Linked DNA regions of Columba livia: region 2 is linked to region 1. A link is a contact called in public Hi-C data. All regions are on one chromosome and are shown on one strand. The core of a region is the stretch at or near the end of the contact, and the rest is flanking DNA. Distances in the headings are between cores, read along the strand shown.

Region 1 (5,953 bases), core at 1,530-4,029:
TTTTCAGTAGCCCCTCGGGGTATGGTTGCAGCTCAGGTTTACAAGGCTGGAGCACAGAGCTGTCTGGTGGCTCCTCTTGGCCGCCGTGGGACCAGCGTGGTAGCCAAAGTGGGACCAGCGTGGTAGCCAAAGCGTCTGTTGTTCCCTCACCAGAAAACCAAAAGGAGAGATGGGACTAGTGTGGTGACTCCTTTAATTGCCAAGCACTTTTCTCCGGGCTGTTTTGTAATTAACATCCCAAAGGGAGCTGGAGACCTCATTAAGTCGCTTTTATTGAAGGGGAGGTTTTCAAAGGTTTGTCTCCAGATACCAGGTAGGCAGCACCTCGGTGAGCAGCACCTTGCTCCGCCACCCAAGGCCCAGGCGCTGGGCTGAGAGCTGGGCTTCCTCTGCTAATACATCTTCAGAAGTTCCTTTCCCTCAACAGGCCAAGCCTCAGCACTGGAGAAGCACAGCTGGCAGTTGAGAATTCCTTGTTTCATTTTCGATCGTGTTCAAGCAGCTCTGCCCATCTGGCCACACTCGTCTCGAGAGCCGTGGCCATCGCTGTCCCCTGAGCTGTCCCACGCTCACAGCGCTCCCTGCGCTCCTCCAGTGCAAGCGGCACAGTCCCTTGAGATGGCCTAATAGGTTGCTTGTGACTGGAGCTCCAGTTCACATAGTTCAATTAAATCCCTGTTAATCTTGTTCAGACCTAATTTACTTCCATTCTCATACACACGCTTTTTCTGCTTCAGAGAGATTCTGGTGAGGTTCCCTCCCAACAGGAACGGGAGGGCCTCAGGCCAGATTTGAACATGACTGATGTTTGCAGAGCTGCCCCCTTGTCTAGTCAATAAACTGAGGTTACTTTGGAGCCTGTCATGAAGCATGTGAAAATACTCCTTCAGTGCCTGGGTTTCAGGGGTGATCAGGCCTGGATGTGATGATGCTGGAGGAGAAAATCGGGAAGCTGTAGGAGGGGAGGACCTGCTCGGTGACCCTGTTTCCCAGGGCACTGCTGAACTGTTCCCTTGTGTGTACATGTTCATTTTTGGCCAGCTGAGAGCTGGGGTGCTGGACTCCTCTCTTGGGAGCCTCTCTTATACACCGATATTTCTTTCAGGCGGAAGTCATATTATTCACAGCCTGTGGCCTTCAGGGATCGAGATGACTGTATTGATTTCACTGTTTGTTTATTAATCTCATGAGGCATCAGAGACTGACTGCAGTGAGAAAATGGGATGATGAATGGAGTGTACTGGAGCACAGAGCATGGCTGCTTGTTTGGTGATGAGGTTGGTCACCAGCTTTGGCACTGGGCTGGGATCTCACCCTCCTCCTCTTCCTCATCCAGCCAGAAGGACGTTTCACTTGGGGAGCGTTCCCTTTCTCTCTGGCAAGAGACAAGGGTTGTAATCAATATTTGCATTTCTCCTTAAACTGGCAGTTACTGCAGGTCCAGGGTCCTGCTCTTCTCCTCTGGTAGTTTGTGGCTTTTGAGCCATTGTTTGTGCGGCTGTTTTCTGGCATTTGCTACCCAGGCCAGTGTGCAGTAGCTGGTCTAAATGTCTCTTGCTTGGGGCTGGCAATTGCAGGGCAATGAACTTTGCTTCCTGCCTCTGCCTTGAAAATCAGCTGATTTTCCCATTTCACGTTGTTTCTTCCCAACTTGTGGCTTTTCTGTCACTGTAATTCATCCCCATGTCCCTTCTTGGTGCATTCACCCTGTAGACTCACGTCCATTGCAATTCTTCTGTCCTTGCAGCCAAATTTTACCTGCTGGTGACAGACTGTGGGTATCTGCTGTTACAAGGACTGACACAAAGAAAGAACACATGGAGAAGCATTTGGGACGGAGAAAGGTGTCCCCTTGTCATCAGCCCCATTAGCAAGTTTCTCTTTGCTGAGGATTTTTTCAAGCAGCAGGTGTAACTGCTGGAGAAGGACCGCTCTCCACCTTGAGCCCCAGGTATTCCAGGGAAGCTGTGCCACGCACATCAGTCTGCCCTTGAGGAGTTAAAATGATCAAACATTGTGCTTCCGAGCTCTTGCGATCAGTGTGCGCTATGCTGCAGCGCGTGCTTCACGCCACCCGTTCAGATCCTGCTCCTGGCCAGCACATGCAGATTTGTCTTATGCAATCCCCAGCCTCTCGCAGTGCTCCCTTCCCTCCTCCCAGCTTCCCCGGTTTCATTTAGTGCCCGCAGGCCCGGGAGTGACTTTGATGCTCCTCGCACTCGACTTTGCTGGAGGCAGGAGCACAGGGAAACCACAGTCCCACTGAGGACCACAGAGATGCAGAGCGGGTGGTTGGAGCAGAGAGGCTGACAGGTTCCTCCGTGGCTCGTGTCCAGCCTTTTTGGCTGGCAGGTACAAGGTAAACCTGCTTTAGATCACATCTGCTTTGATTTTTAAAACCACCTGTTGGCTGGTTGATGTGTCTTGTCGCACTCAAAGAGCTCGGCTCCCAAAGCAGGGTGCTGTGGGTGGAAGGGTTGAAGGGCTTTCACTTCTTCCTTTCTCCAGTGGTAAGCGAGGAACCGTGTCCTTAGTGCCCTGCTCTGCTGGAAGTCCTGTTTACATGCTGAACACAGCATTCTTTATTTGTGAAACCTGTGCCTCGGGCTGTCCCCTTGTTTCTTGCCAGAAGGCTGCCCGAGCCTCTGAGGTGCCAACTCTGTACGTGTTGAGTTGAGCCTGCCCCGGTTCATGGACCACACAAGGCATCAGCGCTGGCCCAAGCTGTCTCACAGCCTGTTCCTTCTGCTTTCCCTTTGGCTGCTGCTTCTGCAAAACCCATCCCAGGCTTGTGAATTCACCTTGCCAAGAGCCAAAGTCCAGAGTACAACAGGCACCAGCGAGCTCTCACGGGGCAGAGCCGCTCGCTGGGCTCGGGGAACCGGCTCCAGACGCTTCCTGCTGTTATTTGCGCCTCCACTGCGGCAGCGTGGGCAGGACCCGTGGGACTTGTGGGGCCGCGTCCCTCCTGCTCCCCATGGGCAGCTCTTGCACGTCGGTGTGTGCTGGGGGGACCCATGCTGCAGCGGAGCGGCTGGACCGCGACTGCTGGGGTCTGCACGGGAGAGGGTCCTGGCGGCTGAGGTCCCCACGGAGTGGCTCCTTGTGATGCTGCGGTGGCTGAAGCAGATGTCCCCAAGTGGCAGGCCTCTGCGGTGGAGGGAACCGTAGGGGAACCAGTTTTTGAGAGAAGGGGAAAAACCGCAACCATTTCTGTTCCTTACCACCCCCCTAATTTAGCTCACTTTAAACTAAGCACGGATCCAAACATCATATGGTTTAAATTTTTTAGATTCAGACTTTGGCCTCCTCAGCCCATCCCTCGCTCAAAGGACCAAGACGATTAAGGGGAAACACCCTTGTGTCGGCTCTGGGTGCCTGAGACTCCTCTGCTGTCGGGAACGCTGCAGCCCCAGGGCAGGGGCACCTGGATGTGGCTACCAGAGCTCTGTGCTAGCCAGCCATCCCTCTGCTGCTCCGTTAGCAAAGCGAGCCGGACCCAGGGCTCTAACCCTCATCTGGGTGAGTTCCCATGGACTTTTTTGAACCGTTCTTTTCTATTGATACTAAGACTGGCCAAAAAGCAGAGTTTCCACCACTGGGAAATGCTAATGTTTTGTGTGCGGCTTTTCTGCTGAGCTGAGGTAAGAAGCAGAAACTGTCAGATTTTTGCCTGAATGAGCTATTCCAAGATACCTAATTCAGATTGTATCGAGACATTGTATTTTATCAGTCAGAAACCTGACGGGAAATGTTGTGGCTCTATTGAACATGCAGATATTAATAATTTCCCCCCCAGCTCTTGAACTCGGTGCCTCCTTATCAAACATTTGCACGTCACCCAGTCAGTGGTTTCCCTCTGTCCTTTCCCCGGGGGAATTTTGCAGTGACACTTCCTGGCTGGGGCCACCTCGGCGCTGGGGTTAAGGGCCCCTTTGGCACAGCAGGTTGTCACCGCACTGAGGGACACGATGGGCTCTGAGCCCTCCTGGTGATTTCTTCTCAGCCGCCCCTTTTTATCCCACAACCTGCGCACGCTGGCATTTACCGCTCGGCTCCTGCAGCCCGGATGCTTAATGCGGAAGAGAATGTCCAGAATTAGCATTTCTAGCATGAAATATTGCCAAATGGCTTGTACTGCAGGAGTTATTCTGGTCAATCCCCCTTAGTAAATCAGCTCCTGAGCTTCTAACTGCAGCTTCTCTAACACGGTGCCGATTGTTTGCCATCACACACTCACTATTTGCAAGGCTGTAAAGCTCAATGATCATAAAATCCCAGGGCAAGAGCCGCGGCTGCTTCTGCGTCTGTCCAGCATATCGCACACAACCATTATATTATTAATAGTAATGATTCGTGCAAATATATTTGGAATTTGCAGTGAGCAAACTGCAGCTAGCCTCAGGAACAGAAGCCATCAGACAAAACTTATTCATGCTTGCCAAGGGAACGCTTAAAAATAAATCTGGCTGGAGATGAATAGATGTTTTGTTGTAAATCCACAGAGATTGCAGGGATCAGGACTCAGGTCAATGACTGGACCCAGAAGCACCCTCTTACCTGTCAGGAGGATTTCAGGAGCCTCATGGAGCAGTTTGATCTGCACACCTGGAGGGGGAAGGAGTCACATACTTACTCATGCCTGTAGTAACTCTCATTCTTCTTTTTCCTGATTAAACTTGTGTAAAGGTCAGCAAGAAAGCACAGGAATACCTGGGCACATCTTGATTTCTTGTTAGAACATAATTTCAAGATGTGCCGTCATAACCGAGCCACCAGAAATATCCAGTGCTGTTTTTTTTATTATCATTTGAAAGTACACAGTTTTCAGTTTCTGTTTCCTCTTCCCCTCCCTGGGGTGGGTTTTATCGGTGCTGTTTAAAAGTGGAGAAGAAGAATCATCTGAAGGAAACAAGTTTCAGGGAAGAGACTGAAATCCTTACTTGGGTAAAGAAAAAATAATTGTGGATTAGACTGTTTAAAGATAAATACTTGGAGTGGGCAGGAGGGAAGGGAAAGCAGGCGGCTGGGGGTGTCTGTCAGGCTCAGGGCTTCCTGGCTGAGTCAGGGACACACTGAGGTTTTGCTGCGTTGCTTCAACTTAAATGGTCTTAAATCGCATTATCGCCAGAGCTGCGTGTTTAATGTCAGAGTCCTGTGAGGGCACATTCCTGAATCTGAGCCCAAAAGATAAGAGACTAGTTTTAGAGAGTATCTATTTGCCATTTTAAATTTGCATGTTGGCATCTTCTTCAAATAAGATTATTTCGTGGACGTGGTCCGGCGTGTTAAAAGACACAGTGTCTTTGCTGTTTGCCTTCCAGCAACAGGCCAGCACTGCCAGAGATGAAAACTATGATTGTAGGGCAGCCTGTAGGAAAAGAGTTGATTGCAAAAGAGGAAAACAAAATACAAATATTTATAAGTCATAATTGCATCTTAGATTTGGGTCTGGATCCAGTAGAGGCTGAGTCACCCTCACCGGCTCACCCCGGGCTGGGGCCGGGTCCTGCACCCCCAGGACGCTCTCCCCTCCGGCACTGGCTCCTCACGTCTGCTCCGGACCGCGGGATCTCCTGGGATGGGGAGGGAGAGGGGACCGTCCCCACGTCCCTGTGCAGGCACTGGAGGAGAAGGTGTGTGGGACCCCAGGCATCGACATGCGCTAAAGTATGACCAAGTAATAACGTACGAGCGAGCAGAGCAGCCCCCTGGGGCTGCCCCACGCCGGTTAATTCCTTAATCCCATGTCAAACGTTAAATGGAGGAATCCCTCCCTACACATCCCCATGCCAGGTGGGTCGCGGAGGGGGTGGCTGTGAGTTAACACCCCCAAAAAACCTCGGTTCTAAACCAGGCTGTGGTTTGATGCTCCGACAAGGAGCAAGTGGGGCTGCTACCCCCACCACAGCCACCCCACGGGTGTGCGGGGAGCCCGGCCGCCCTGTCCCAG
Region 2 (5,878 bases), core at 532-3,031, 46 kb after region 1:
AACCCTTTCTCTGAAAAAAAACAAGAACCATAACTGTTCAACTTTTAAGACCTATTTGCAATATCAGGATTTTAACCTCCTTCAGGGTTTTTTTGGCTTTGCTGTTACTTTTTCAAAGCTTATCTGCTGGTATGACTCAGCTGGAAGAAGCAAGTCTTCAATTTTCGGCAAAGGCCTTGCCTCAGTCTTTGATAAGTTTGTGCCTTCAACACTTGATGCAGGCTCAGCAATGGTGCAATATAATTGCGAACAGTTTCCAAAAGAGCCACAAATCCTTGACTAACCAAGCCTTGGGGTTACTAAGCATTCTGATTTCTCAAACTAGAGACAAACCAAAGCAATTAATTTCATGAAGAGCAGAGGCTCTCTGAGCCACTTGTTTCATCACTTCCATAGCTGCTCTCCAAGCTTCATTACTGACTGGGGGATTAATTAGCCTGTGTCCAGAGGTAGTGCAGTTCACGTACAGCAACAGGGTGAGTAAACCCCCACCTGTGAGCAGGACAGCAGCAGAATGATCTGCGTTTCTCTGCACGGTAAATCACAGGAGCAGAACCTTAAGTCAGCTCTGTGGTGGGAAGAAATGTCAACATCAACAGTTGTCACCAGATGTACTGCTACTTTTGTTTGTACTTATTTATTAATTCTCTGTGCTCTTCATTCCTGCCCTCTGCCTTTGTTTAACTGCCAAAGATGATGAATTCTAGGCCCACTTCAAGTTCCCTGAAAAACATAATTACCTTTAGTTTTGTTTTGGATAATTTCTCTACCTTTTGTGCCTTCGACAGGCTTCAGCACTCTGAATGCAGCCTGATAAAGGCCAGTTTTCTGCGTGCCAGGTAAAGATGCAGTATTGGCGGGGGGCTCTGGGGAGTTAAGACACACAGGATGGAAGGGCAGAGGTTACCCCACTGTGACAGTATTTGCAGGTTCAGTACAGGGGTAATGAAGTGTAGGAGTTTGGTGTGCTGCAGACTGCATTTGAGAGCTTTGTTTTCATCTTCTCTTGCACTTGCGTGTTCAGGACGTAACGAGCAATGTTTGTACAGCACAACAGCTGCAAAGCGCGGTGAGGAGCTGGCTCAGCGTGCCCGGGGGGTCGCAGGGCAGCGAGCACCGGGAGCGCTGTGCTCCCCGCCAGACTAAAGGATGTCAGGGTTGTGCTGCTGTGGGGAGTAACGGGCCAGGTTTGCCTTGGGAAGGTGCACAGTGACCTGCGAGACGTGCCTGACCCTGAGGCTGGAGCTACAGAGGGGAGGAAAAGGAGCTTTTTGGGTAAAGCAGACGCTGCTGTTTCCATCTCAGGTTGGTGACAACCTATGTTATGGTGCTCCCGGTGGGCTGGACCCGGCCCCCTGTGACCACTGCACCGGGACCCGCCCCGAGCGCTTCCTCCGGCCCCCAAACCCCACGAACCGTCACCCCCGGCGGAGCCGCTCCCGCCCGCAGCGCCCAGGCCGCGCCTCGATGCCTCCGCTTCCCCCCGCCGCCGGCCCGCAGGCAGGCTGGGCCCCGGCCCGCCCGCGGCCCGTACTCACGGCGCGGTGCCGCCGCCTCACGCCGCCATCCCGGGGCCGCCTCCGCCGCGGGCTCGTCCGCGCCCCGAGGAGCGAAGGATCAGCCGCGCTCGGACCGGCCGCGGGGCCGCCCCCGCCTGCGCGCCCCGACAGGGCGCCGCCGCCCGCCAGGACCCCGCCGCGCCTGGCCGCTGCGCGCCTGTCCCGGGCACGGCCCGGCCCGGCCCCGCCGCGCAGCAGCTCCGCCGCTGGGCTGCGCTCCGGTGGCGGCGGCCGGGCTGGGGGGAGCGGGGGAAAACGCCCGTCTGTCAGGCGGCGCCGCGGGCAGCCCCGCGCGGCGGGCACTGCGCCTGCGCGGCGGGGAGGTGGCGCGCCTGCGCCCGGTGGTGTTTTGAGCGTTTGAAAAATGATGTTATTATTATTTTTACTATTTTAAGTGCCGTTTGCGCACTGCTCGTGCTGCCCGCAAGCCGCTTTGGCACGGCGCCGCACGGGAGGTGCTCGCACGCCGTTGCAGGCGGTTTGCACACTGTGACCGCCGTTCGCACAGATGTTGGCAGCTGTTCGGGTGCCGCTCCGCACCGTGCGCCGTTCGCCTGCGCGGTTCGCGCGTCGCGGGGCACTGCGCTGTTTGCATGCAGCTGGCACGATTTTCTGCAGGGCTGCCTGCTTTTTGCATGCTTTACGTGGGGTTGCATGCTCTCTGCAGGCTTTTCTTTGCATGCGGTTGGCACGTATCCTTGCACGCTTCGTGCTGTTCACACACGGTGTTCGCACCGTGTGACACGTTGAATCTGTGCTTTCTTGCACTTCATTGCATTCTATTTCTGGGCTTGTGTCACGGAGGCACCCCGTAGGTTAATTTAAGGGACAACAAGGTCCAAAACCAACTTTTGTTAAACCGGTGAGAAACAGGGTTTTAGCACTCCAAAAGTCACTTAAATAAAGGTTCGGATATCAGCTGAGGAAAATTATTTAAGGGGCAGCAACTAATACAAGAGGTGGTCCACAGCGTGCATGCACGTGGCTTCACCCAAACAATGCCGGAGCTGTCCCTGTGTCCTGGAGAAATACACACTTGCCTAAATATGGTGCGGGATTATTTTTAAAGAGATACGCGCACTCATAGTGAGTACGGGAAGTGTACACTCGCGATTCCGCGAGGGTAAATTTATAATACACCCGCAATCCTGCGAGAGTTAATTTACTTACACGTGCAAGCGTGCACGGAATCCTACACAGTATCACAGTATGTTTGGGATTGGAAGGGACCTCAAAAGATCATCTAGTCCAATCCCCCTGCTGGAGCAGGAACGCCCAGGTGAGGTCGCACAGGAACATGTCCAGGCGTGTTTTGAATGTCTCCAGAGAAGGAGACTCCACAACCTCCCTGGGCAGCCTGTTCCAGTGTCTGTCACCCTCACTGAGAAGAAGTTTCTTCTCAAATTTAAGCGGAACCTCTTGTGTTCCAGCTTGATCCCATTACCCCTTGTCCTATCATTGTTGGCCACCGAGAAGAGCCTGGCTCCATCCTCATGGCACTCACCCTTTATATATTTATAAACATTGATAAGGTCCCCCCTTAGTCTCCTCTTCTCCAAACTAAAGAGACCCAGCTCCCTCAGCCTTTCTTCATAAGGGAGATGCTCCACTCCCTTAATCATCTTCGTTGCCCTACGCTGGACCCTCTCCAGCAGTTCCCTGTCCTTCTGGAACTGAGGGGTGCTTATGTGGAAGCACAGGAGGAAAATACACTCGCAACTGTGCGAGGGGCTCTCGGCGGCCACTCGCAATTGTGCGAGGAAATAATTTATACACGTGCTCGTATTGGGCATGGAAAGTTACGCATGCAAGTGTGCATGGAAGGAAAATACACTCGCGATTGTGCGAGGAAATAATTTAAAGTACGCGTGCAAATGTGCACGGAAAGTTACTCGTGCATATGTGCACAGGAGGAAAATACACTCGCGATTGAGCGAGGATTAATTTTACACGCACTTATATGGAGCGCGGAAAGTTATACATGCATATGTGCACGAAAAGTATAAATATACTGGCAATCCTGCGAGAAGTTTTACTCACACCCGTGGCGGCGAGGCAAGCGGAGTCCCCATCCGGGGAGGGGGCTCTTGGCGGCAGCATCTTGCTTGTGCTCCGAGAGACCCGCACAATGGGCGGAGTCTCGACGAGAGTCCTGTTTATATACTGGCTGATCAGATCTGACTGTAGGCATTCTAGAAGCTTCTCTGCACCCCCACACTGTCTGTGGGTGTCCCTGAAGCCTCCAAACATCCCCCACGCTGGGCACGGCTCAGTGTGCCTCAGCACTCCCTTCTCCTAATGGCCCTGGCCAGGGTGCTCTGGGGCCAAACAAAAGAAGCTGTTAGCCTCAAGTAGCAGAGAAAGAGGGAGATGTGCCCACTCCTTCCATACTGAAGGAGGGAGGGGGAGAGGGGGGGGGTTGCATTCTGCACAGCTTGCTTGCAGGCTGCTCCCTTGTCACCCACAGCAGTGCACTTGTGTTGCTGACTGAGCCCTGTGGAGCCCCAAGGGGCCCCGGTTTTTGGTGCTGCAGTGGGGTGTGCGCCTGCAGCCCTGTGCACCATTCTTTGTGTGATCCCTGGTGCTGCCTCTCACACTTAGAGCAGAGGTGCTGCCATGGCCTCTCCCCTTAAACACTTATTTTCATGTCGCTTGCTGGCAGCAAAGCCCGGGCTGCTGCGAGTGCTCCAGCCCCTCTCTCTGCAGACACCTGTCAGCAGGTGACCAGCGCCCAGCTCCAGTGGCATTCCTAAAGAGGCCATATAGGGAAAGGAGAGAAATAGCCTAAGGAGAAAAAAAAACCCTCAAACATTAAGATTTTGGGATTTCCCAGGTGTTTAAAAACCATCCAGCCATGGCTGCAGGGCCACCCACATTTCCCACAGGGTTTTCTGCTTGTCTGGCCCATGTGTTTGATGTTTGTGATAAGAGTGACTCCCTCAATGGCCAGGCAGGTGTGAATCCAGCCCGGGATGGTTTCCCTCCTGCTCTGCCATTATTCTGGGCTGAACTCTTTGCAGGCTGTTTAAATTCCTGGTTTATGGCACCATGCAGGAATAGCCTTTGGCTGGTGGCAGCTCCAGCTGCTCCCAGGCTGCCCTCGTCATGCTCAGCACAGGGACCTTTTTCCCTGCACAAGTGACGGTCGCGTTTGCAGTGGTGCTGTGTTACTTGCACTATTTTGGGCTGGTTTGGCTTGTGGCACCAGCTGCACCCATGGGTGCTGGCCTGGGGGTCTCTGCTGGACCCCACCGAACACCTGCAGCATGGAGGCTTTGCTAGGGGGACATGGCTGCTCTGAGCTGCTCCAGCACATGCTGATGGCTGCAGAATTTATCCTGGACCCAACCTGAACCAACTTGAGGTCTCCAAATCCTTTTGCAAGCTGGAATGTGGACCATTTCACCTGAGACTCCTGGCTGCCTCCCCCTGTCCCTGCACAGCTCTGGGAGCTGCACACTTGCTCGGGTTTTGTTTGGCTGCAGTTCTGGCTTTCTGTACATTCTGTCTTGAACTTGGAGCCTGGCTGGTGGAGCTGCAGCAGCAGTCCTGCGGCTCTGAGCAGCCTGAGCTCCCAGCCCTGTGGCGTCCTTCTCCGCAAGCAGGGACAGAGCGATTGTCCCAAATTCACGTATTAATATTTCAGCAGCTCTGCAGGCTGCGTGGAGCCATCCAGTGGAGTGGATGGGGAAGGGAAAGGTAATCCCAGGCCAGCAGGAACAGACCGCTCTGTGCAGGGCAGGAGGCAACAGGGTTTTTATGGCCTTTCTGCTAAAGCAGAAACTTTTAGAGGACCTCTGGCTGTGCTTTGCTTTGATTCTGGGGAATATTTCTTCTAATGATTTCCTTGTGCTTTGTTTAGCTGCTTGTCGGCTTGTCTGTTCCTATCACAAAAGCCACAGCCAAGATGGTCATACCCATGAAAAGAGCAACCCTCCCACATCCTCTCACTGGTCCCCATGAACAGCAGCAAGGTGGTACCTTGTACTTAATGAAAATAACTGAGGATGGCAGGGGTGCTGGTGTTCCTGCACTCTGGACTCAGGGAGGGCTGAGGCTGTTGCCCACCAGCAGAGCCCAGCTGGGCGCAGCTCTGCACTTGGGGTCTGCTGAGCCCAGAGGCTCCCGAAGCTTTGGGGACAGCGTGGGCACAGGGGAGCTGTGGGGCAGAGATGCAGAAATGACACTGAGAAGGATCTTGTGCTGCAGCAGAGGGGTGAGCACGTGGAGGGGTTTCAAAATGCTGCAAATAGAAGATGTGAGGAAGAGAAACTTTTGCCTGACAAAGGAAATAACCCCTTTCCGTGGCTGAGGGGACA

Evidence for each region. A called contact is a pair of places that touch in the nucleus more often than the background predicts.
Region 2: a Hi-C map of crop shows a contact between it and region 1, with 2.1 times the contacts expected there. The contact joins the promoter of BLCAP here to the enhancer-like site in region 1. A contact is called at or near these places in 2 of 2 Hi-C or Micro-C datasets (crop and liver).

Annotation. Positions count from the first base shown.
Region 1 is chr16:4,567,577-4,573,529 of bColLiv1.pat.W.v2, forward strand. No RefSeq gene overlaps it. Among named protein-coding and RNA genes, the nearest start is that of SRC, 4.7 kb to the right of the region's middle. Within about 2 kb of position 2,780, at least 1 of the 3 cell types and tissues checked has an H3K27ac peak away from gene starts, as active enhancers do.
Region 2 is chr16:4,615,067-4,620,944 of bColLiv1.pat.W.v2, forward strand. It overlaps BLCAP (BLCAP apoptosis inducing factor), which reads right to left and starts at 1,782. Exons shown (of 2, transcript XM_065031935.1): 1 at 1,417-1,782.